Regions from separate parts of the Hordeum vulgare genome. Here region 2 is linked to region 1. A link is a contact called in public Hi-C data. All regions are on one chromosome and are shown on one strand. The core of a region is the stretch at or near the end of the contact, and the rest is flanking DNA. Distances in the headings are between cores, read along the strand shown. Region 1 holds the start of LOC123425369. Region 2 holds the start of LOC123425371.

Region 1 (6,150 bases), core at 1,128-3,627:
AACAGGCGCCCAAAAAAGGCCTCGCGCACTAAAAAACGACGTTTTTTTTGCGCCGGAGACAAAAAACAGCACTCCAGCAGACGCTGTAAAATAGAAAAAAAGGCAGCCCGGTGCATGTTGCTCCCACTTGCGCAGGATCCGGGGAAGGGTCCGACCACTTTGGGTCTTTAGTACGCAGCCTTTCCCTACATTTCTGCAAGACGCTGTAAAACAGAGCACGCACAAAAAACGCCAGCGCCCGCGCTGCAAATTTTGGGCGCGCTGGCTTCCGGGCTGCATATTTGGGGCGCCGGATTGTGTGCACTGGCTGCTGCAGGTGGGGCCGCCGGATTGGGCGCCGTGTTTTTGTGCATCTGGAAAACCTCTTCGTCGCTCCCGCGCGCAAAAACGCTACTTCAGCGCTGCAAAAAAAAATTTAGCGCGCGCCTGTTGGAGATGCTTTTATATGAGTGATTAATAATGCGGGCTCTTGATGACAAGGTGGTCTTATATAGCCAGCTGCTGGCTATATTATTAGCCTTGCTATAAGTAGTGAGTTGAAATTTGCACAGGTTGACGTGCGGCGTACTTCCTGTTATCACTATAACACTTCTCTCGCAGACTGGAGTCCCATGTCGTTCTGCAAGGCCTCTTTGTCTGGATTGCTAATCAAAGTTAGACAACAATGGTCTTTTCTCTAAAAAACTAGGGTACGTTTCATTTGTGTCCAATACCTATCTTACCAAATTTTCAGTGATGACCAAAATTTTGTACATTGTTGTTTGGATGGTTTCCAAGTCCTTGGCATTCTCTAGTTCATTTTTCTTGCCAACAGTGGCCAAATTCATCTTAGTGAGTGAACAGAAATAATCCCAATCGTTTGTGCCTTAGCTCTGTAATTCTAAGTTCCTGAAGTGGTGATTTGAATTAGATCAATCATCAGTTTGCGACATTAAACCTTATTGTTGTTTACAAACTGTTCCTAGTGGCTGGTCCTACTATGATTTTGCATATAAAGTAGACACTCATCATCTACAACAAGTATCGACCTTCCCCGGCTTCCATAATATTTATTTTTAACCCATAGGAACGTCAATTGCTAGTTTCTAAGACCTGACAAACACCTGAATTGGTGGCCTAGTGTACAATCTTGCATCCAGGCAGGTATAGCTGCTAGTGCATAAACATTAGGTCTCTGGTTTGGTCAAACTGTAAAAGACAGGAACGGACATGCCTAGTACAACAATGGTGAAAAGGACTAGCAGGTCTGTAAGGGCATCTCCAACGCCAGGCGCTAGGGGAGAGCGCTAGGGAAAATTTCCCGTTCTATCACCTGTTGCATCCTCAATTCCTGGCGTCGGTTGCCGCATCGACGCAAAATAAGACAGTGAACGCTTGCCCTTTTTTTCCAGACGAGAGGAGGCAACAAGATCTGTTCTCCACCCGTATTTAGCGCCGACGGTTAGCGCCTGGTTTTCAACCAGATAACGTTTGGGGCTTTTAAAAAATTCTGCTATTCAATTTTTTCTGTTTAAGTGTCCACCATTGTAGATGCTCTAAAGTGCAATAAAACAATGTCATCAAATAATGTTACGGTCACCCAACAGGTAAAGCACAAAAGCTAATACATCAACAAGTGGCTATCCAAACATTTATGCTAATTAATGTTACCATATCTCAACATGACATAAAATTGGACAGGAGAACCTCAATTTTGACATACTTTGCCATTCGGATATTCTCAAATTACAGTCTAACATGCTCTTGAAGGTTTGAGAAGTGCCTGATCGTGTCTATTGCAAAGCAAGCTTCTGTGCTGAGGACCGATGCAGTAAACTATGTAAGCATGATTTCTAGATTAGACATTTATGTCTTAGTGTGTATGTTCCAGAAACACTACTCAACATATAACATATAAAATTCAAGAAACAATAACAGATGGTAATGCTTAGTATCAGCTGAATTCATGTATCAAATGTTAGAAACAGAGAAGGTGGTAATTACTTGAGGTGAGGGTCTTCGCCGGAAGGAAGGACTCGAGCCAATCCACGACCTCACGGCGGGACCTCCACTTGCGCGCAAACATCCCCTGCCCACCATCAGCACCACCGCTTCCCTGCGGCCCATGGAAATCCTCTGACACGACGTAGAGCATGTGGCGCAGGCTCCGCTCTGTGCCCACGACTGCCAGATGAGACACGCCATCGGCGTCTTCCAAGTAGTAATGCACGACGCGGCTGCCCCTCTCCTGCGAGAGGAACTCCTCCCTCCACCTCACGAACTCCGGACGGCCCTCCCTCGCCATGCTTGCCGCAGTACCAACAGGACGCACCCCCGGCACGGAGTACTAAACAAAGAAAGGAGCCTTTGGCAACAGGCTCATGACCTTCCGCGCGGTGTGGGGTGGGGTGGGGGGGGGGGGGGGGGTCCTCAAAACGAAGAAAGCGGCTTTAGGGTTCTCGGGGAAGAAGGGGGGCGGGGGGCGTCTCTCCGAAACCTCGGAGGACGCAAGAATTGCACGGGGAACTTGAGATTAGCAGGGGGGTGGGGAGCGGCGGCCGGGGATTCCTTGCAATCCCCGAGGGAGAAGGGTTTCTGGGGCTTCAAAGAGACTTGGGGGCAGTTCTTGCTGGCCAAATCGGCTTGAATCGGAAGGGGTTCAGGCTGACCAAGAAGCCTTCCATGAAGCCAGGGGCAGCAGCGAGCGGGTTCTTGGGCTGGTTGGCCCCAAAAGGAAAACCAGAAATTTCAAGAAATTACTCCAAGAAAAGATGGCGGCGGCGGAGGACGAAAACGAGCAGGAGGGAGGCGGTCTGCTTGGAAAAGCCCCACTCCGAGAAGGCGAGGGCGGCGGCGGAGGAGCGCGCAGGGAGGTGGGAGGGGAGGCGGACAGGTGGGAGGGGAGGCGGAGGCGAGGAGGAGGGTGAGGAGGTGGATGCTTGAAAGGGGAATCTACTATGTCTCCCCTCTCCTTTTCGGGTCTCTCTGTATCGCGTGGTTTTCATTGGGGGTGAAATTGAAAAGTGCCAAGGTTTTCTTCGGTCTTGTAACAAAACTTTGAAAGGAACAAAGGTCAAAAACAACATCTCGAAAAGAAAAAGAAAAATAAAAAGGTCAAGAACAGCTATGACATAGCACGTGTGGGATGAATTGTTACACGGTTTCTCCTAAGTTTCATTTATGTCATATGTTATGTGTTTTTTTCTGGTCGTGATCATAAAATGCATCATACATCGGGGTTGGTAATTTGAACAACAAATAGCAGCACAAGCTCATATATTGGTCTGGTAGGAATTTATAGATGAACACATAGTAGTACAAGGACTCTCGTCAACTCACTAGAAGTATAGTAATCAATTTGAAAGTTGTGTTCTGTTACTAGTAGAAAACATTTTTAAAGTCACTTTGTTTGTTCATTAATTCATGATGCCCGCGAGGGTTCTCGAGGACCATTTGCCATCATCACATGAAGCGGGTCATTGGATCCGATGTAGTTGGAGCTAGCAATGGAGTTGGATTCAAAGGGTTATAAGCCCCCTAAGGTATGTTTCTCGTGTTGTCGTTTTGGTTGGAGTGTTGGCCTTCCACACAGTATTCCGTGACTTGAGCATCGAGGGAGTACGAGGAAAGTTGTCATTCCGCCAAGTCGTACCATTTTATGGCGTAAGGGGCATATCTAGGAGAAGGGCTAGTCACCCATGCGGTGTAGTCATCATAAGTCGTAGGAAATTCGTAATCCGACCTGGTGTAGTATAAAGGGATGTCGAGGTCATATCACATGGTGGAAGAGTCGTAGTCCGTGCTCGAGGATGACCCGGGCATCGAAGTCGCCGTCGAAAGCGTTGAGGTAGACCCGGAAGCAAGTTCGACGTGAAGGAGGTGTTGTCGCGTGAGTTCTAGGTCAATATGGGCCCGTATGGCGAGACTTGGAACGCAACCGACATCAGGCTTGTTGGTGTAGTTTTGAGTAGAGGAATTATGGTTATCACAGAAAGAGTCGAGGGCGACGGATCGACTTTTGTAACACCGTTGAAGAGGACAATGTGGGTGAAGATGATGGAGAAGTAGTTGATGTTGCTAATACGATCTGCCTACGAGAGGATCCTCGCGATCGACGCAAACCTTTGAGTTTTTTCAATGTATCTAACAATTGTGTGATAATTGCATGTAATTTATATGACAGTGAGACGTCCCCTAGGGTCACCACATGACCACATGCGACATGTTCTACCTAGGTTCAGGGGCCCTACATGCGAGTAATAACCATACTCCTTTTCTGGAATTATATGAATAACGGATTACAACTGTTGGGGTACAAAAGTGTATTCCGTGAGTTTAGGATAGAGGCTCTATACAAGGTGTCTAGTTTGGATCTACATGTTGTGATAGTCACTACTACAATCCCTTTTACTATTGACCCCTCATTACTGAGCGGTTTATGGCCACCAGTCAATGATGACTATTCCAAATGAACAAAAAGTCATCATTGACCGACCATAGTCAGTAATAACTATTCTAGATGATCCATTTCGAGCGGAAAAAGTCATCACTGACTAGCCGCATATATGGCCTATCAGTGATTATATGCATCATTGTTGGGCCAATATCACCGACTAGTCTGTTGGAAATATGACCTTGAGACAATAATTTTATATTACTATATTTCTATATTCGTAATTAATAGTTTATATTATATGCTATAACTGCACTCATGCTGGAATATGTGATTCGGTGGAAAACTCATATATGGGCACATGTGAAATGATAAACGGTAAAATAGTATTCCTAGTCTCGCCTCTAATACTAGTTCAAGTGTTGTTGATGGTCATGTTTTTGGGCCTTAAGATATCATTAAGTCTAATGATAGTCCTAAAACGACTTTGAGAATATGATGTTCGAACAATTATCATATTGAATCGGCCCAACACTTGTGTTGTTATACTTTGAGATTATATCGTCACAAGTCAACTATTATAACATGGAGAGTTAAAATGTGCTTAAGTTCTAAGACCATGGGAGTTATCATAGTTTCTTCTTGCCATACGATGTGCTTTGGGGTTGCTTAAATGTCATTTCTAATACGGTGATCATAATGACAACCTACAGGTTCATCAAAAAGTTTGACAAGGGACTAGATAGCTCAAGAGTGGTATTTGCTCCTTCGGCGAAAGATAGATACTCTTAGGGCCCTCTCGATGTTACTCTTAGGGCCCTCTCGATGTGACAACATCCATCATCATTTGTCCAGACACAGGTGACTATGTCAATGGGATGCCAGAACACTTCAACGAGAAAGAAGAACAAAACTAGCAACGAGGAGAACGATATAGTGAGTATGAGAATGACTCAAAAGGATACCGATACATCTCTCCTCAAGTTCTGTAAAGTATAGCAAAGAAAAGTGAATATCACATGATAACCAAAGGTTCGCTCGAATGACATTCATGTACTCATAGGGATTGATATGGACGTCCACGGTTCCGTTGTCGACCATTGAACAAAGGGTTTTTTTCATCTCTATATTTTACCGAACCTACAGGGTCACAAGCTTAAGGTAATAACAATTTGTTGAGTGTTCGTGGGATGGGAGTAACAGGAATATATTTGTGAAATAGTAATATTCGAAATAGTTTTGAGAGGAACTAGAAGTGTTGCGGGGTCACCGGAAGGGCAAAGGCTATCGAGTAATAATGGGTATTACAATAAATAATATATATGTGGAAAATGTTTCCAGATATGTAAAATTAAGAATTAAAGGTTCTAATGATAGTTAGGAGGATTTAATATTTAACTTAATATCAACGAGCCTTAAAAGGTTAAGTGGTGGAAGGAGATTTGGGCCACAAGGGCCCAATAGTGGAGGTGCCCCTTTCTCCTCTTGGAAAGAAGGGAGGGAGGCTAAATTGGGAGGGATTCCCCTTCACATGGCCCATGCGAGGGGGGTGACTTTCCCCCTTTGTGTGGTGCCCCCTCCAACCTATATATACTAGAGGTGTTGGCCCTACTTTGTACCCAAGATTTTGGACCCTCCTCTAGTTCTATAGTTCTAGTTCTAGTTGATCCTAGTTAGAGCTAGACCTAGATACTATAGTCCTCATAATTAGAAGCCTAATGTTGTTCTAATCTCCTCCCCCTAATTCTTCTACGATGGTTATCTTTGGAAGGCAATGC
Region 2 (5,730 bases), core at 1,879-4,378, 270 kb after region 1:
TTCAAAATGTATGAACACTTTTTTATTCAGAAACATTTTTCAAAATATTGAATACCTTTTTTCACAAACATTTTTTGCAGTACTGGATTATTTTAATTCATAAATTCTCAATTAGTTTTTCAAATGTCAATCATGTTTTAAATGACAAACATTTTTTTAGTTAATAATTTTATTTTTCAAATTCACAAAAAAAAATTGAATTCTGAACGTTTTCCAAATTAGTGAGCATTTTCATAATATACGAATATGTTGTCAATATTCGGACATTTCCCAAATATCGTTAACGTTTTGTGAATTCGTCGACATTTGTCAATTACCTAATATCTTTTATAACCATGTATATTTTTCAAATTCAAAATATATATGAAAACTCACAAACCTTGTTTGAATGCCGAACATTTTTCAAATCCATGAATATTTTTTGTATCTGCGAACAATATTCAATTTTTTTAAATAATGACAAATGTTTTCTGAAATGCAGATCATCTCTTAAAATGACCCAAAAAAACGAGTTCACAATTTTTCCAAATCATGATTTTTTTAGAATTTATGAACATTTTTAAAAATCTGAACATTTTTTTGAGGTGCAGAAGTAACAATAGTGAATTAGCAAGCTTTGCAAATAGGCGAGACCTGTGCGAGAGATTGATGCCATCGTGAGATTCATAGATTTTCAGAGGCAACAAATTTCAAAATTATTATTGGATCCTTGCAATGCCTGGTGAACTAGACGTGTAAAGCTGAAGGACAATTCTTTTACTTCGCGTGCATACAATCAACACTCCCAAGCATCTCAGGTCAACCTTTTCCATCCTAAATTGCTAGAAGTCTTGTTGTTAAAGAACAATTATTTTACTTCCCGTACATACAATCAATAATTCCTAACATCAGGCCAATCTTTTCCGCCCTGAATTGCTAGTAGTATGATTATGCTCTTTGCATTGGGTTCTCGCATATACTGTTCTTCATAAGCGGTCACCACAGTTTTAACAAACACATTTGTGCACTTTACGATTGTATCTTAGGCCACTCGAAGAATATCATCCCATGAATATGCATGAGAGACATATCCAAGCATCCGAAGTATTGCGACACCTTCTCCAAAGTGAAAAAAAACAGAAGAACAATGACATTTCTATGTTTTCGGAAAAAAAAGCTCAGTGGCTTCTATGTCGTTGGCGCAGCCGTTTGGTCACGCGAAAGCGCCTCCAAAACACGTAAACTCAGAAGGTAACATGACACAAAGTAGTTTTGCATGAGTTGTCAGTTTCCTCTTATTCTATTCCAACGCAATTCCGCATGCCGAATGCTTCCTCGTCCTTCCTGTCGAAGCTATCCATCCAATGTCTATCATTTCAGTGACGAACTCGGAGCTCAAATCCAACAACAAATCACTATAAAACATTAGCTCGGCCATCGGATCCATTTACATATAATGTGCATCCTTGTTATCTACAAGAATCTGTTAGCCGTTAAACTAAATCAACAAGAATAAGATGAGAAAATTTACTTTAAAGTCACACGATGATATAGACGACGCGGTCAGACGAAGAAAAAAGGCATGGGATCGATATAGTATCGGAGGTCCAAAAGCAGCTCAACAAAGACGACCATGGCCCACGCCCGTTCCAGCAAGAGACGGGGCACTAAAAGAATGCGGCACGGGGATGTGAACGGTGGTGAAATCGAGCGCGCATCCTAAGATGTCCATCACGTTGGTATGGATGAATGGAGAACGCACTATATCACTTCGGCCAACCTCTAAATATGAAATCTCGTTGGCTTGGTTTAGACCGCCCTGCAAAATTTATGATGATCGAGGACGGAAAGTCAGGATCAAATATACATGACGGCCCTTTAAACAGAGTTGCTCCAAGTATCCGACCCACGGAGCGATCACAAGAGGCCGAAGCTATGTTTTTGTTCGGGTCCGCGCTGTCAAACGTCCACACCACTGTAACGTGACATGCCGAAGCACCGACACAACCCCATCACGGGCGACGAAAAATGGAAAAAATGCCCGCGAGGCACATGTCCGGTAGGTAGCACGGAGGGCGCAAACGCCATGAGAACAGGCGCATACGTGCACGACGCCGCCACCCTCGCCGCGATCATATCTTCCCGAGCTCGCTCGGTGGTTGGCCATGGCCGCCACTGTCACACATGGCGAACGGTTTTGCATCTTGCCCCGCTTGCAGGCTGCACGTTAGACGGCACCGGATTCTGACAGCATTGGTCGTACTACACAATTTTCTCTCCCAGTTTAAGGATGAGCAAATGATTGTTTGGATTTTTCTCCATGTGAGGGGGGGCATCACGGGGCGTCGGAAACTACAGCCGTATCTGGCCGTGGCCGCCTCCGGTGGCATCTTGCTCCGAAAGGGAAGTGGCAATGACATCGGAAGGTTCCCATGGTTGTTTCCTGGTGAGCTCACGATGAATGGCACATGAGTTGTGCAGCACTTTGAGGGAAAAGGCCATTTCGCCCGCTCAAGATTGCCGTGCGTACGATACGATAATAAGATAGATCAAAAGGCGCTACCACTAAAGGACGTACCACCATTGTTTATTCAATTTAACTCCTCTGGTTGGTGGCCTAATCCAATAATCCATCACGTTTGCCCCTATCTACTGCCCATTAGCTAGCAGTAAAATAATCACCAAAAACTTCACGCTACGCAGAGATTTCGCAGGACCCAACTGAGCAAGACAAAGAGTCGTGCTCCCTGCGCCGCAGCACCAGAGCGTGGGCAGGCCTCTCGCCCGAGCGGAGTCCGGTGAAATGTCGCACGCAAAATCTCCTTATTTTCTTGTTGCTGACATGGTGCTCCAGCCACCTCCATTTATCTATGGCACTTTCACCCCGCCGGATGCATGAGGCGGCACTTGCCGCCGGTGCACTGTCGCCGTGGCAGCAGGAGCGTTATCGTGTCACGCGTGCCGGTGAGGTGTCGAAATCGGCGGCCTCCTAGCTTGGCCGTGGTGCTGACAAGCCATGCTGCTGGCCGCATGGAACAGATGGCCCCGCTCCCCCAGGGCGGGGTAGACAACAAAACGCAGCCCGCATCGCTAGCAGTTCACTTACCACCACTGAACGTCACTCGCTCGACCTGCTCTAGTGACACTAGCAAGTGGAGCGTAGTCAGTATCAGTGGCATTATGGATGCCGTTGTGCGTAGTACTGTATTCGCGTAGAACGGCGCTCACCATTTCCCTTTGTTTTTCTCAGAGACGGAACGGAGGTCATTTCTTGATTCTAGAAGTGATTTTAATTTGGGTCGGCAGGTGGTGCGTGCCCGACGCAGGCGGGAGAGGCACAGCCCACCGACTAGCGATATGCACATGCCGCACAGCTAATACGGGTCGGGTCAAAAAGGGCCCACGCGGACCGGAGGGCCCGCCCGTCGGTGTGCCGCCAGGGTTGGTGCCGGTCCTGCCGGATGTCCGTGCGCCCGTGGCCTGTGCGCCAGACACCCGGCTTAAAACGCCGCACCCACCACCGGTCTTCTCACTTCTGTATCCATACTTCTTCCTCATTCATCCTCCCCGTCTCTCTCCTCCAGAGCACACAGCACACAGCACAGGCTCCTCTGAAGGTGACGGCCACGCCTCAGGCGACGCCATTGACATGGCGGACAAGGTAACAACGACAACGCCTGGCCCGCCTCGCCCCGTTTCCCTTGTCGATTCACCGCGTGCGTGATCCGCGCTCTGAAATTCCTCCGGCCCGAGCGTTCGTTTCTTTGAAATTCGTAGGCCCTCTTCACTAGTTCATAGTCATACCATTGATCTATCTTCTTCTTCTGCGTTACGCACTCTACAGTTGGGAAAAAAGCTGATTTCAGCTCCTCTTGTCGAAACCAACTGTCATCTTTGTTAGAGATTGACAGTGGCTAGTGGTTTCATGGACAACGCCACGTTTTTGTCTGAATCTCCATGAGTCGTTGGAGTGGCGAGTACTCAAGCCAGAAATGCTGCTAGGAGAAATGAAGTGCGTAGCAAGCAAATATCTCTGGGACACTGACCAGAGCGACTCCTGTCCCTTGTTTCTGTGTGCGATGTCGCTCCTTTCCTTTTCACCCACCGCTTTGGTGCCAAGATCAACGCGCGTTTCCCTTTCCGTTGGTTGCCAACTGATTTCAACATCATCTTTTGAACCAAACTGGAAAACGAGCACAAAAAAAGATCTCTATGTACGTCCGTACAACTTCCAAGCACGGAAGCCCGTCGTTTTCTCATAGATGTGTTTGTTCGTTTCACATTTCAGTGTCATATAGTCACAAGCTAAGTTTGGCCACTGAATTTGTGATGAAACGCTTACTATCTTTGATACTCCATGTGTTAGGACGGTTTATGAGTTAGTTCTGCTGGTAAACTGTAACAAGCATTAAGTAGTCATTTCCAAACGCACTGGCTGAAGAAGAATTGGCGACAGTTGCTTCCATTCTAGTAATAAGAAGATTAAGAATTTTGGACTGTAATCTGAGCATGTGAGTGACAGAGCGAGTCCTTCCTTCTGGAAGCTAGCTTATCCTGGTACTCCTTCTAGTAGAGATTTAGGTACAGTTAACTCTGCATTAACAATTGTCAAGTGTGACTCTCACACCTGGATCTAGACTTTTAATTCTCAGCTGCATTTACCGTCATTTAACCCCCCCTCGATCTCCTCGCAGATCTCCACGGTTGTCCTCAAAGTTGACCTTGAATGCGCCCGATGCTACAGGAAGATGAGGAAGGTCCTCTGCAAGATCCAAGGTAACTTAACTGCCGTCCGTCATCAATCACCCATGCACAGAAGCAGCTATGGCTCTGACGCTGAAGCTGACACGTGGGCCCACGTGCCTGCGAAGTTACGGTGGGCCAGCGTCAACCTCATGGGCTGACCGTGCGTTGTGTTGTGCAGACAAGATGAACATCAAGACCATCTCTTTCGACGAGAAGAGCAATGCCGTGACGGTGTCCGGGCCGTTCGACGCCGACAAGCTGTGCAGGAAGCTCTGCTGCGAGGCCGGCCGGGTGATCAAGGAGATGCACGTCAACGGCAAGGAACAGAAGGCGGAGTCCAAAGGCAAGGACGACGGCGGCGGCGAGAAGCAGAAGGCGCCCAAGGACGGCGGCAAGGCGGAGAAGCCCAAGGACGGCGGCGGAAAGCCGGAGAAGAAGGACGCCCCGAAGGCAGACAAGGAGAAGCCCAAGGACGGCGCGGCCGCCAAGCCGGAGAAGAAGGTCAAGTTCGACGACGCGCCGCCGGCCTCGGACGCGAAGCCCGGCAAGGCCATGCCGCAGCTGCCGCCCGGCATGAGCATGGCCGACCTTGGCCCGCTCCTCGAGAAGATGAAGCAGGCCAAGTTACAGGGCGGAGGCGGACCCCAGCCGCCGCGCGGCGAGCCACTGGCCCAGCCGATGATCGCGCCACCCGTGGCGGCCCAGGGTGTGGCCGTGCCGTCCATCTGGCCGGCGCCGGCCGGGCCCATGTCCTACAGCTACGACCCGACGCCCTACGGCCAGCCGTCGTACTACGGCGGCGGGTGCGGCGGCGGGTGCGGCGGGGGGTGTCAGTGCTGCAGGCCGGCCGTGCCGGCCGGCGGGTACTACGGCGTGCCGGTGCACGACCACCAGGGGTGGTACCACGGCAACCGGCAGCCGTACTACCAGCAGCAGCAGCAGCAGCAGCAGCCGTACTGCGGCGAGGACCCCAACGCCGGGTGCAGCGTCATGTGATCGACAGAC

Evidence for each region. Hi-C and Micro-C count contacts between places; a contact is called where the count stands out from the background.
Region 2: a Hi-C map of seedling shows a contact between it and region 1, with 4 times the contacts expected there. The contact joins the promoter of LOC123425371 here to the promoter of LOC123425369 in region 1. A contact is called at or near these places in 3 of 6 Hi-C or Micro-C datasets (leaf and seedling) and 1 of 1 datasets of contacts at active chromatin or transcription factors (embryo).

Annotation. Positions count from the first base shown.
Region 1 is chr2H:105,158,095-105,164,244 of MorexV3_pseudomolecules_assembly, forward strand. LOC123425369 reads right to left here and starts at 2,378. Exons shown (of 6, transcript XM_045109058.1): 1 at 1,984-2,378. The coding sequence starts at 2,284.
Region 2 is chr2H:105,428,045-105,433,774 of MorexV3_pseudomolecules_assembly, forward strand. It overlaps LOC123425371, which reads left to right and starts at 3,129. Exons shown (of 3, transcript XM_045109060.1): 1 at 3,129-3,640; 2 at 4,674-4,755; 3 at 4,904-5,730. The coding sequence starts at 3,164. The coding sequence ends at 5,721.